Regions from separate parts of the Zea mays genome. Here region 2 is linked to region 1. A link is a contact called in public Hi-C data. All regions are on one chromosome and are shown on one strand. The core of a region is the stretch at or near the end of the contact, and the rest is flanking DNA. Distances in the headings are between cores, read along the strand shown.

The links. Hi-C and Micro-C count contacts between places; a contact is called where the count stands out from the background.
Region 2: a contact with region 1 is called in a Hi-C map of bundle sheath, with 3 times the contacts expected there. The contact joins the enhancer-like site here to the promoter of LOC100281370 in region 1. A contact is called at or near these places in 5 of 25 Hi-C or Micro-C datasets (bundle sheath, ear, endosperm and 2 more) and 1 of 3 datasets of contacts at active chromatin or transcription factors (seedling).

What each region holds. Positions count from the first base shown.
Region 1 is chr3:190,001,799-190,007,248 of Zm-B73-REFERENCE-NAM-5.0, reverse strand. LOC100281370 (WRKY DNA binding domain containing protein) reads right to left here and starts at 3,042. Exons shown (of 3, transcript NM_001154288.2): 1 at 2,536-3,042; 2 at 2,282-2,368; 3 at 94-1,033. The coding sequence starts at 2,870. The coding sequence ends at 454.
Region 2 is chr3:190,059,843-190,065,292 of Zm-B73-REFERENCE-NAM-5.0, reverse strand. No RefSeq gene overlaps it. Among protein-coding and RNA genes, the nearest start is that of LOC103651063, 36 kb to the left of the region's middle. Within about 2 kb of position 3,107, at least 18 of the 20 cell types and tissues checked have an H3K27ac peak or open chromatin away from gene starts, as enhancers often do. A contact at or near this core is called in bundle sheath, ear, endosperm and 3 more, where this site is marked.

The DNA.
Region 1 (5,450 bases), core at 1,793-4,292:
AGCGGTGGATCATCAGTAGTCTTTGGATTTCCATAAGAGACGGCTGAAATTACTGACAATGTATGCGTTTTTTTTGTTTTTTATCCACAGTAATATATGTAAAACATTGCACACTTGTAATAGTGGAACGAAAACAAGGGAACTAGTAGTACATGGCATGCACGCTGATTAACACACACACAAAAAAAAAGAACTTGCAAATTAATCACGCCAGCCTGACCTAAACTTATCTGGAGATACGCAAAGCCTGGCTGTAATAAGCTGGGCAAGTGTGTAGTTACTACTACTGCTAGATAAGTACTCCGTAGTAGAGACAGTACTATATATCACAGTATTAATTGTTCTATGACCAAAGGCTCAGTGACCCGTCGCGCCCGACATGAACTATCTCGGGCCTGGCACATGTACCGTACGTATGTTTCGCGAGAAGATGCATGTGGTGCGGCTGCGCACTCAGCAAAACGGAAACCCGTCGTCAGGTAGGTCGTCGTAGGAATGGGCGAGACACAGCGCGTCCGTCACATCGTAGTCCATGACATCCAGCCCCGCCACGTCCACGCCAATGATACGCGGCATCTCACCGGCCGCGTCAACGGCCGCAGGCGTGCGGGCCCGCGGCGGCGGCGGCTCCTGCTCCTGCCCCACGTTAACGGCGGGGTCGACGGCCGTGGTTGTTCCGCTGCCCGCAGGAGACTGCTGCTGCTGGCCCCCGAGCACGCAGGCGAGCGACGAGACGAGAAGCCGGCGCTCGTGCTCCTCCTGGACGCCGCGTTCGTCCAGCAGCAGCGCGCGAGCGCCCTGCTGGCCCTGGCCTAGTACCGCCTGCAGCCTGGACCTGGACAGGTCGTCCAGCGGCACCCCCGAGGAAGCCGCCGCCGCCGCCGCGGGCTCCCAGGCCGCCGTGTCGCACGTGTGCTCGTTGAAGTACATGACGACGTACTGGGGCGGGTGGCCGTCGCCGTCGCTGCACTGCTGCACCTGCTTGGTGGCCCGGCAGCTGCGCTCGCGGTGGAAGCTGCACTTGTAGTAGCACCTGCGCAGCACGTACGTACAAAAGTGAGCAGGTACTGTAGTAAATAAGACAACACGCTTACTTGTTGTTGGAATCACATCAGCAGCCTATCCATCTCGGCACATGGCGGCCAATAATAATACAGGAAACCATCGCGTCCGGCGTCACACATGTGACGCAAGAAAAGATGCCTACACGTCCCGGCCCTTAATTACCCAGGTCTAAGCTACTACACGAGAAGTACACCACCAGGAGATAGATGTGACAAAAAGCTGGTCAAGAAAACAAATGCAGAGAGAGAGAGAGAGAGAAAAGCGTGCAGTACTGTAGCTAGTTTACTTGGAAGATAAACATGCGTCAACGTCAGAATGATCTCTAATCAACAGCTAGCTTTTGCTCGAGCAGAGGCAGGCCTAATCAAACTTTAGATGTGGGGCTGTGGGCGATCCGTTCTGCTGGCCGCTCCAGAATCTTTTAAATAAAGGCGAACACGGCCGTGCGCGTCAACTCAAGCGCGGCCTGCTTTTACGCTTGTCTCTTGTGTTCGCGCTGTGCCACGCAGCGTCGCTATTCAAGACAACATCCCCATCCAATTCTATTCCCGTCCATTCAGAGGAACGCCGTTGCTAGCACGCTGCCTAGCTAGCTAGATGCGTCACGCTCACAAAACTTGCCCTTGTTTGCAGCAACAGGGCAATCTTACCCTTTTCTTCTATATATAGCGGCCGCGTGCTGAATTATTGGAGGAGTAGGGTTAGTTATTTAGGTTACACTAGTTTGGTACCTATGGCAGGTCGTTACACTAGTTTGGTACTACTAGTGTGTGTATATATATATATATATATATATATATATATATATATATATATATATATATATATATATATATATATATATATATATATATATATATATATATATATATATATATATATATATATATATATATATATATATATATATAAAAGAACAGACACAGTGTATATATTACATCATCCTTCAGAAATACAGTAGATTCTCCTTAATTTATACAAAGTCAAACCATCCTGAAAACAAATCTATTTCATAATTGGTCTCTTTGATATCATCATAGAAATTAATATTCTTCGTCAAATTCAATCAGATGATTTGAACTAGAACAGCTCAAGATACATGCATCCATTATATTTCATTCAGGACTAATGGGTATAGTTTTTTTTTTTTTTTGCTAAGGTAGCAAAGAAGTACTATATATGCTAATAAGTAGGAAGAGGGATATTATATATGGACCTCGGAAACGGCGACTTAGTGATCCTCTTCTGGCCGTACTTCCTCCACTGGTACCCGTCGCTGTGCGGCGAGGACGTCCTCCGTTGCCTGCGCCGAGCAAAGCATTGCGCACGCGAACGCGACAAGCAATAATATCAGGGCGCGATAATTTGTTTAGAACAAACTAAGCATCGCCCCACCCCCAACCGGTGGAGCTGGTCCATTTGTCTGTTGCGCAGGCAGGCAGGCAGGCGAGCAGCTAGCGGGCGACTCACTCTCTTGGGATGCTGTCGTCCCGGCCCCGTCGCGGGGCCAGGGCAGGCGCGGGCATTTCCATCGTCGGCGGCGGGGCGCGGGCGGGCGAGCTCATGATGGAGAGGCAGACGGTGAAGGCGCGGGACACCTCCTGCAGGATGAATGCCGCGGTGGCCTCGGCCTGGCCCTGCCCGCGCAGCGCGCGTAGGGCCTCGGCCCGCAGCTGCGCCGTCAGCTCGTGCCCCCGCGTCAGCTCGCGGATCACCGCCTCGTGCTCGTCCTCCGAGGCCGAGCTGCTGCTGCTGCCGCCGCTGCCGCCGCCGCCGCTCATGGCCAGGCGGGACTGCGTCTGCATGGCTGCGAGCCGGCGGGGCCGTGAGATCGAGTCCGTTGTGCAGCAGCAGCAGCCGGACTGGGCGAGTTCGTTGCTCTGTGCGGATCCGTGTCAGTTTTGTTTGTCGGTAAGGAATAATAAGCTAGGCAAAGCTGATTTGGATGGATGGAGTGGGGTTGGGCAGAACAGAAGTAGAGGAAGAGGCGTCCTGGCGGCTTTTATATAGAGGAGGGAAGAAGGCGAGGCCCGGGTAGCGCGGGAAGAAGTCTCGCGGCAGCTGCACAACTCAGAACGAGCTGGAGTGGTTTGGTGGCGGTAACAGCCAACAGGGGGCACGTTCCACTTCCATGGCTCACGCGGACTTGTGGACTCGGCAGGACCGTACAGCAAGTCGTTCTTAATTATTTGTGCTGCTCTCAGAAACTAGACATGGGATTCGAAAAATTGAATGATCACAAAATCTCAATTGATTCAATAGTTTTGCTAGAACATCAAACTAACTGTAAAAGAAAGCGTGCTTAGACTGTCTACAGCGAATCGTGTAAAATAGAAGATTTGTATTGTAGATGACATTGTTTATAAAGTGATATTTAAAATAGAGAATGAGAGGTGAGATCATCATTTAAATATCAATAAAACTTTTTAGGATATCGATGATGCCAGAGCCAGACATTAATGTATGCTTAAAAAATGTTATCCTTAATATCGACTAAAAACTATAAATCATCTCTAATCTATTTCTTTTCTTCATTCTGCACGAGTGCTAACTCTCTATTGAAACAAAAGCGACATTAGGTGTTCATAAAGGCAACGGTACGGTTTTCATCATATTTTTTTTTTGTCTAACCACCTACAATTATACAATCATGAGATGTAACATGAGAAAAAACAGAATAGGAACGAAGATGTATTTTATTTTAAATTGGACCTTCTTTAACTTAGTTGAGAAGTCTTTTAGGTATAGTCTCCACAATTAGTACGAGTAATGAGGAGTACTGACTCTTGTGCACCTTTTTTCCTTTTTTGCCGGGGGGAGTTGATTTGCTATTTTGCCACTCTCTGTTATTATATCATCTCATGCCTATGATTAGTGGGCCCAATAATGACATACTGACGAAGCCCACAAATAATAATAGCATAATTGTCAATGAATGCGTTTTCCATGGTCCATTGCTCGATGTTAAGATTAATCATTTATATTGAGATAATCATTAAAAATAAAACTAACAGTTGATTACCAGGCTTGCTAGTCAATAAAAAGAGCAAATGAGCCTTTGACTACTTAATTGTTTCCCCCCCCCCCCCCCCCAAAAAAAATATAAAAGGGAAGGGGAACAGAAGAATTAACCTTGTTGCCTTGTTTGTTCTTCTTAGGCCAACTACAGTAGTTCACTAAAAGTTTACCTATAAGCACAGTTTTGTACTATTCTGCATTGTAGATTGTACTGTTTGTATAGTGGAGTTTGAATATGAGTACGGGTATGGATAAGTTGATGGAGATAGTCTTACGAAATTGTGACAGATTCCAACAGAGAAAACTAGGTGATTTTTATGCCATGCAAAAAAAACATATGTTTATATATTTTATCTCACTTCAAATTAGGTGAATACCTACCATATACCATCGCTCCCTTCGGCATCGATCTCACCACCCAGCATTGATTACATCATTGTCTCTGTGCCATCCATGCACCAATTAGCCCAATTGTTGTATTTATTTGACCACTTAATGAATTACTGGATCAACCTACATCCAACTACCAATTATATGGTACGTGCAGTTTGCTCTACCTCAGACGGTTCCACTAGTCGTAGACTCGAAATGACACGAGGATTTAATGATGCACGAGCCACCTCACGAGAGACGATGACACGAGGATTGGAATTATGGTTTTTCAAACGGTATATGAAATGCATCTATGCAGGTTACATAAATCATACATTTATAGTTTGGCTCTAATCCGTACCGTACCGGTTTGTACATTGTTTTTCTCTCTATGAATTACAGATGCAGCCGTCCAAACAACTGACTTTTATCCGAAACGAACATGCTAACAACAAGTCAGCAACGAAAGACTAAGGCCTTATTTAGATACTCTAGTATTCACCTCACGTGGATTGGGGAGTACTCAAACAAAGACTGAAGGGGAAAAAGAAACGTGGTGCAATATAGCTTAACAAAAGTACTAGGGGGTGATAATGGGCTCTAAATTTTACACTATAAGATTGAATAATCAGATCAAAATAAGATCAGACCTTATTTTTATTTATTTTTAAACTAAAATTTATTTAAGACACTACTATTTTATGAAAAAACATTTAAATTGTGATCCATTGACACCCCTAGCTTACCTTGTCCAACGACAGTACAGGACTATAAGCCACAGTGTGGTGTGTGGTAGTCTCTCTGATCGGCGGATGACTCGATTATTCCGGTCTTTTTTCTTCAAGGAATGTTGACAACTTCAAGTTCTACACATGGATACTGAACGTCATCTTTGCTCCTCACAGGCTGCTAGCTGCTGAGACACAAATTTGTAGTTTAGCCACCAATCCTTCTCAGTTCTACTCCATTTCTAATTAAACCCTGATCTAACCGTA
Region 2 (5,450 bases), core at 1,858-4,357, 58 kb before region 1:
GTCTTTTGTCTCTCCCTTTCGAAAAAAATATATAGGAAAATTGGTTCTCTAGCAGCGAGAGTTCACTGTCTCTGTAAAATACCACTGAAAGACCTTAGCTCTGAAAAATAACATCAAAAGTTACACGTTTCTTCAGATTTTACCCGTCAATTTGTTTTTTTTTCACTTACACCGTTAACAGGGACCAAAATTGCTCTTTCTCCATCAGTTTGGACAGAGAGCGGACTCAGATAATGCTTGCTCTCTTGCACTGCATCGCAATAGGAATCGAATGAAAAGATGAGATCGATGGATTCAGAGTCCATCTGTGCAGTGTTTCCATGTCTCCTGTCAGCCAGTCTCTCCATGAGATCGATAGCTTAACTTCCTACAGCTCTAGAGCTAGCGGTCCCTCTTGAAAGTTAGTAGGTTCATGCCGTTAAGGCACATAGCGTCATCAGCTAACTTACTAGAGGCTATAGTAAACCGTAAGAAGTTAGCTGGCCTAGTAAACCTCTAGGAAGTTAATTTGACCAGCATTATAAATGCTGTTTATTTCCATTTTATACCACATTTCACAACATAACAAATATATTAACAACTATAGCAAAAACATATTTTCACATAAAACATCTCACACACAATCACGAAACAAAAATGCATCCATAGTCTCATCAATTACATCACAATGTCACAAAAGTCTCATTCATAGTCATAAGACACAACATCTCATCCATAGTCATAAGAGACAATATCACAATATCTCATCTATAGTCATAGGACACAAAAGTCTCAAGTATCACAACACATAAAATGGAAACTCACTACCGCCGATCACCATCAGTGTATAGCGACGAGTGATGGTTGATACCTCCACTAACAAAGAGGGCTTCGATAAAGTCTAACCTGTACGCCTACCAAGCCAAACGAAACCTATCAGAATTGAACATCAACGGACGAGGACCGTACCCCGTCCCGCAACCGCACTGCTGGAGTGCTGGTGTTGGTGTCGCGTCGCGTCGCGTCGCATCCCGGCTAGGGATGAAAACGGTCGGGAACGGTCGGAAAAATACCTCTACCATTTTCATTTTCATATTTAACTTGCGGGACGAAAACGAAAACGGGATATATCGGTAACGAAAATGAACGGGATAAATACGGGAATCGAAAAACGATAGGATCCGGTCGGGTAAACGCCGAAATCGGACGGGAACCGATATTTTTGTTCGGTAAAATCACACCATGAAACCATATATTCAAAACTTAACAAAAAAAATTCTAGTGCACACATAGACTATTACAACCAATGCTTATTTGCTCATATCTCTCAACAAACATAAGACACATTGCTCATGGAGAGGAGCCACTTGCTACATCTTCATCATTCTTAAAAAAATCTAGTGCGTCTTTATCCTATTAATGCACAAAAAATGTCAGCTGGAAAATTCTAGTGCTGCATCTTCATTATTCTTAACATCCTATTAGTGCGTCTTCACCCTATTAGAAAATTCTAGTGCTGCATCTTCATTATTCTCAACATCCTATTAGTGTGTCTTCATCCCTGGAGGCCTGGACGGCGGAGGCTGGCAGCCCCTGGAGGTCTGGACGGTGGAGGCCTGGTCACCTGGACGGCTGAGGTTGGGTGCCGTGTTGCCTGCTGGTGCAGTGGTGCAGCGAGGAGCCGTGGACAGCAGAGCAGACCCTACACGGCGGAGGGCAGAGAGAGGTCAGAGGGAGAGGGACGTTGGAGGGCCGGACCGCCGGAGGCTGGAACCTGGGACTGGGAGAGGAATGTGCTGCCGACCTGACGTGCTGGGCGACGGGCGTTTGGACTTTGGAGAGAGGGCGGCGGCGTGTGGAGAGCAGGATGAACGGCGTGTGGAGGACTCGAGGCTGCCAGGCACTACCGCACTAGGTTAGCTGGTTAGGTTTGGGCTTAGATGGGCTGGGCCTAGTGTTCCCGAATTACAAAATACGGTAACAAAATGGGATCATCCCGATTAAAAACGGGATCCCGGTTAAACGGTCGGAAAAACAGCTCTACCGTTTCCGTTTCCGTTTCCGTTTACCGTTTTGTATATCCCGTTTTCGTTCCGTTTTCGTTTTTTACATCGAGTTCGAAATCGATTGGGACAAAACTAACAAAATCGGTTATATGATAACGGTCGGTTCGGAATTTTCCCATCCTACTTTCATCCCTAATCCCGGCCGCAATCTTTGTCATTTGCAGCGCGCGCGCACCGCTGCCAACTGCGCCTGCACCCGCACCCGCACTCTAGTTGACATGCACGTTTGGCCGCTTCGTGAGCGAACACGCCAGCCACAGCCACCATTATAGGCATAGCCGGTCCACCCGAAATGGAAGCAAGAGGTTCCGGTGGGCGAACGGCGGCGGCGGCGGCGGCCGGAACCTGTTGACATCACAGCACCTGTTGACATGGACACCGGTCCGGTTCGTGAACGTGCGACTACTGATCGCTCCGAGTGGAGTGCGCCGTGCGCGACAAGCAGGCGTTGACTCTCCCCATATCCGTTGCTTCCTACGCACGGGAGGTATAGTATAGATCGGGACGTTGAAAATGGGAACGGACGCGCGCGCAGCAGTGATCCCGATCCCGGTCACTCTCGGCGTGACAGAACATGGATGATGGATTCCAAATTTAATCCCATGCGGTCCTGCTGTACAATACAAATGCGTGGCATGTGCTCGTACATAATCTACGTAGTACGTACGTACTCACTCGGCGCGCGTAGCCGGACCGGACGACAGCTGCGTCCGCGGAAGGCAGGGAGACTGCTGGGACAGCGCTGGCGAGTGAGCACAGGAGAAAAAAAAAAAGGTGTGTTGGCTACAGCGGGCCGGCTCAATGTTTCGCACGCGCGGAAAAAAAAACACCGGCCGGGGTGCCGGGATTCTCCATCCACCACATACTTCGCCATCCGGCACGGAACGAACGCAACACACGCATGACGTCGCCGCAGCGTGACGCCCGCGTCCTGATGTCACCGTCAGGCCGCCAGCCGGCCCAGCGCTGCCCGCGCGCGTCAGCAGCAGTGGAGTGGTACCTTGTGCTTGTGCGTGCCAGTGCGAGTGCGACGTCTCAGTCTCACGCGGGGCACTGTCCATGTTGCTGCCGCTGCTGCTGACACCGCGTGCGTTCACATCACACCCGTAGCCCCCACACGTCCACCACCCCTCCAGATTGTCCATGTTGCTACGCCCATCAGCAGCAGCTACCAAAGCCGACAATGTAGAGTACATCCCTCGCTCGCTGATCAGACGGGAAAGTCGCCATGGCAACGACGACGGTCGCAATCAATCATCGGAGAAACGCAGGGTCTTGTCCAGTCCTCACGTCGGACGGTCGGAGCTTTTTATCTGGTTGGAATCCCAGAGCACCGCACCGCACCGCGCCCTCTGTTTGTTTTTGTCTGTCTGTGCTGCTTTTGATTTCGTAGGCTATAGGGTGGTAGCATGAGTGAGTACTCAGGGGCCGAAAGGGGCCACGCACGAGCCATCATGCATGGGCCCTCCATTTTCGACTTGTTCCTTGTGCTACCTATCGCTTACACACACGATCAGGTCCTATTATTATATATATACATGGAATAAATGGCGGTTAAAGCGGCCACACAAGTTTTATAATAACGTAGAAAAAAAACTGAAAGATGCGCTGCTTCAAAGCATAAATAAAGTTAGTTGAATCTCCCACTCATCATCTGCTTCATGATTCCGTGCCTTGGGGAGGGGGGCATAGACGGGCATTTAAAGGTTGTAGCGCACCACAAACTTTTTGTGTATTTTATTTGAGACAATCTGAACTTCTTGAAGAAGAAAAAAAAATCTTATATGAAGAACATATGAATGCATGCCCATGCAAGTCAAGCCAATTAAGAGAGAAAAAACCCCTTTAATTTGTTTACCGAGAATATCATTCGCTACACTAGATATATATAAAAAAATGAGTAATCAATAAATCAAGTATCATCACCAGGATCAGCGATATTGCAGTGCGTCTTTATTGAGAATATATCATTTGCATCCAAATATTCTAAAGTAGTATGCAATGTTTGGCTTTCTTCCAATCGCTCCATCGTGCTGCTTCGGGCCTTCGGTCATCGTGCCAAACCAGAGTTGCAAGCGGCTGCCCACCTTCGTGCTGCTGCTTGGTTCAAGGCGCCGAGTATCAATTAGCTTTTATTGTAATTAACGTTTAATCAGGAGAAAGCATGGTTACATATGTCATTTTACTTATTCCCTAACCTGTCTTTTAAAAACCTATAACGTCCAAATCAAGTGGACGGAGGGGAGTATTTGTGTTGATTAGTTTCACCAAAAATGTACAACTCACGTTGTACTCACTAAATGTGGACCTTGTCATATCAATGAATATCCAGAATCATTGTGTCACTTACAACTGCTAGTTTTGTACTTTAGGGCTATATATACCAGCTCAACTTGCAAATTGAGAGGCGTGAGAGGCAAGGAATATCACAGAAGAGATAAGACTCATTTCTAGTAGCTTTATGCACCCAAGTGTTTAAAGACCATTTGGTGATTAGAGTAGGCGCTTCTATGAAGTGCTTAGATTTGCTAAACCACTACTTATAGTGCCTCCTCTAGGTTTCGTCCAATTATTTGAGTGAGGTTAGGGAACCTCTTAGCTGTTGGTGCTTACGCGCACCATAGTATTAGTTGTACCGGAAGGGAATGTAGTCTTGCGAGATCACACCAATTGTGTTTGTAGTGTGACCACCACTATGTATGGAAGAAAATGAGGTATTTTAGCCAGAAACTCGATAGTGAAAACAGAGGAGAGCGTATGGGAGAGACTACAACAAATATCCACTTGCACGTGGAAAATGCCCGAGGCTATCTATAGAATTACTCGACTAGGATCTTATTCCTCAGGTGGGCATTGTTGTGAAGGGGTCCAACGAGGACTAGGGGTGCTTGCACGCTTCTAGAGACCTTGATAAAAATATCACTCATCTACCTGAGTTTGTATCTCTATTGTATTTAATATTTCCCATTTATTAGTGTATCTTGGTTCTGCGCTTTATCTACCTATCCTAGTTGTTAGGCTAGTAGATAGGTTGGAAACATAGGTCGCATAAACCTTTTGCGATGAAATAGCAACACAATTAGTCAAAATCATAGTTGCACATATGATAGTTTATTTAGTGCATAGGTTTTGGCAAGACAAAAATTAGAGGCCTTAGTTATTTTTCTAAGAAATAACTTCCCTAATTCACCACTTTAGACATCCAAGTGTCTTAACATACCATCTATCCTGAATTCGATCATGCACTCTACTATGTCTTGATTGAAACCGACTAGCTAGCAGTCTTGTTCGGTCAGAGTGAATGCCCACACCCTAGTGACTTATATATAGTTGTGGATTGGACTAATTAATGTTGAGCGTGTCGGTATGCATGTTGGAGATCAAAGAGAGTGGTAGGTGTGCATT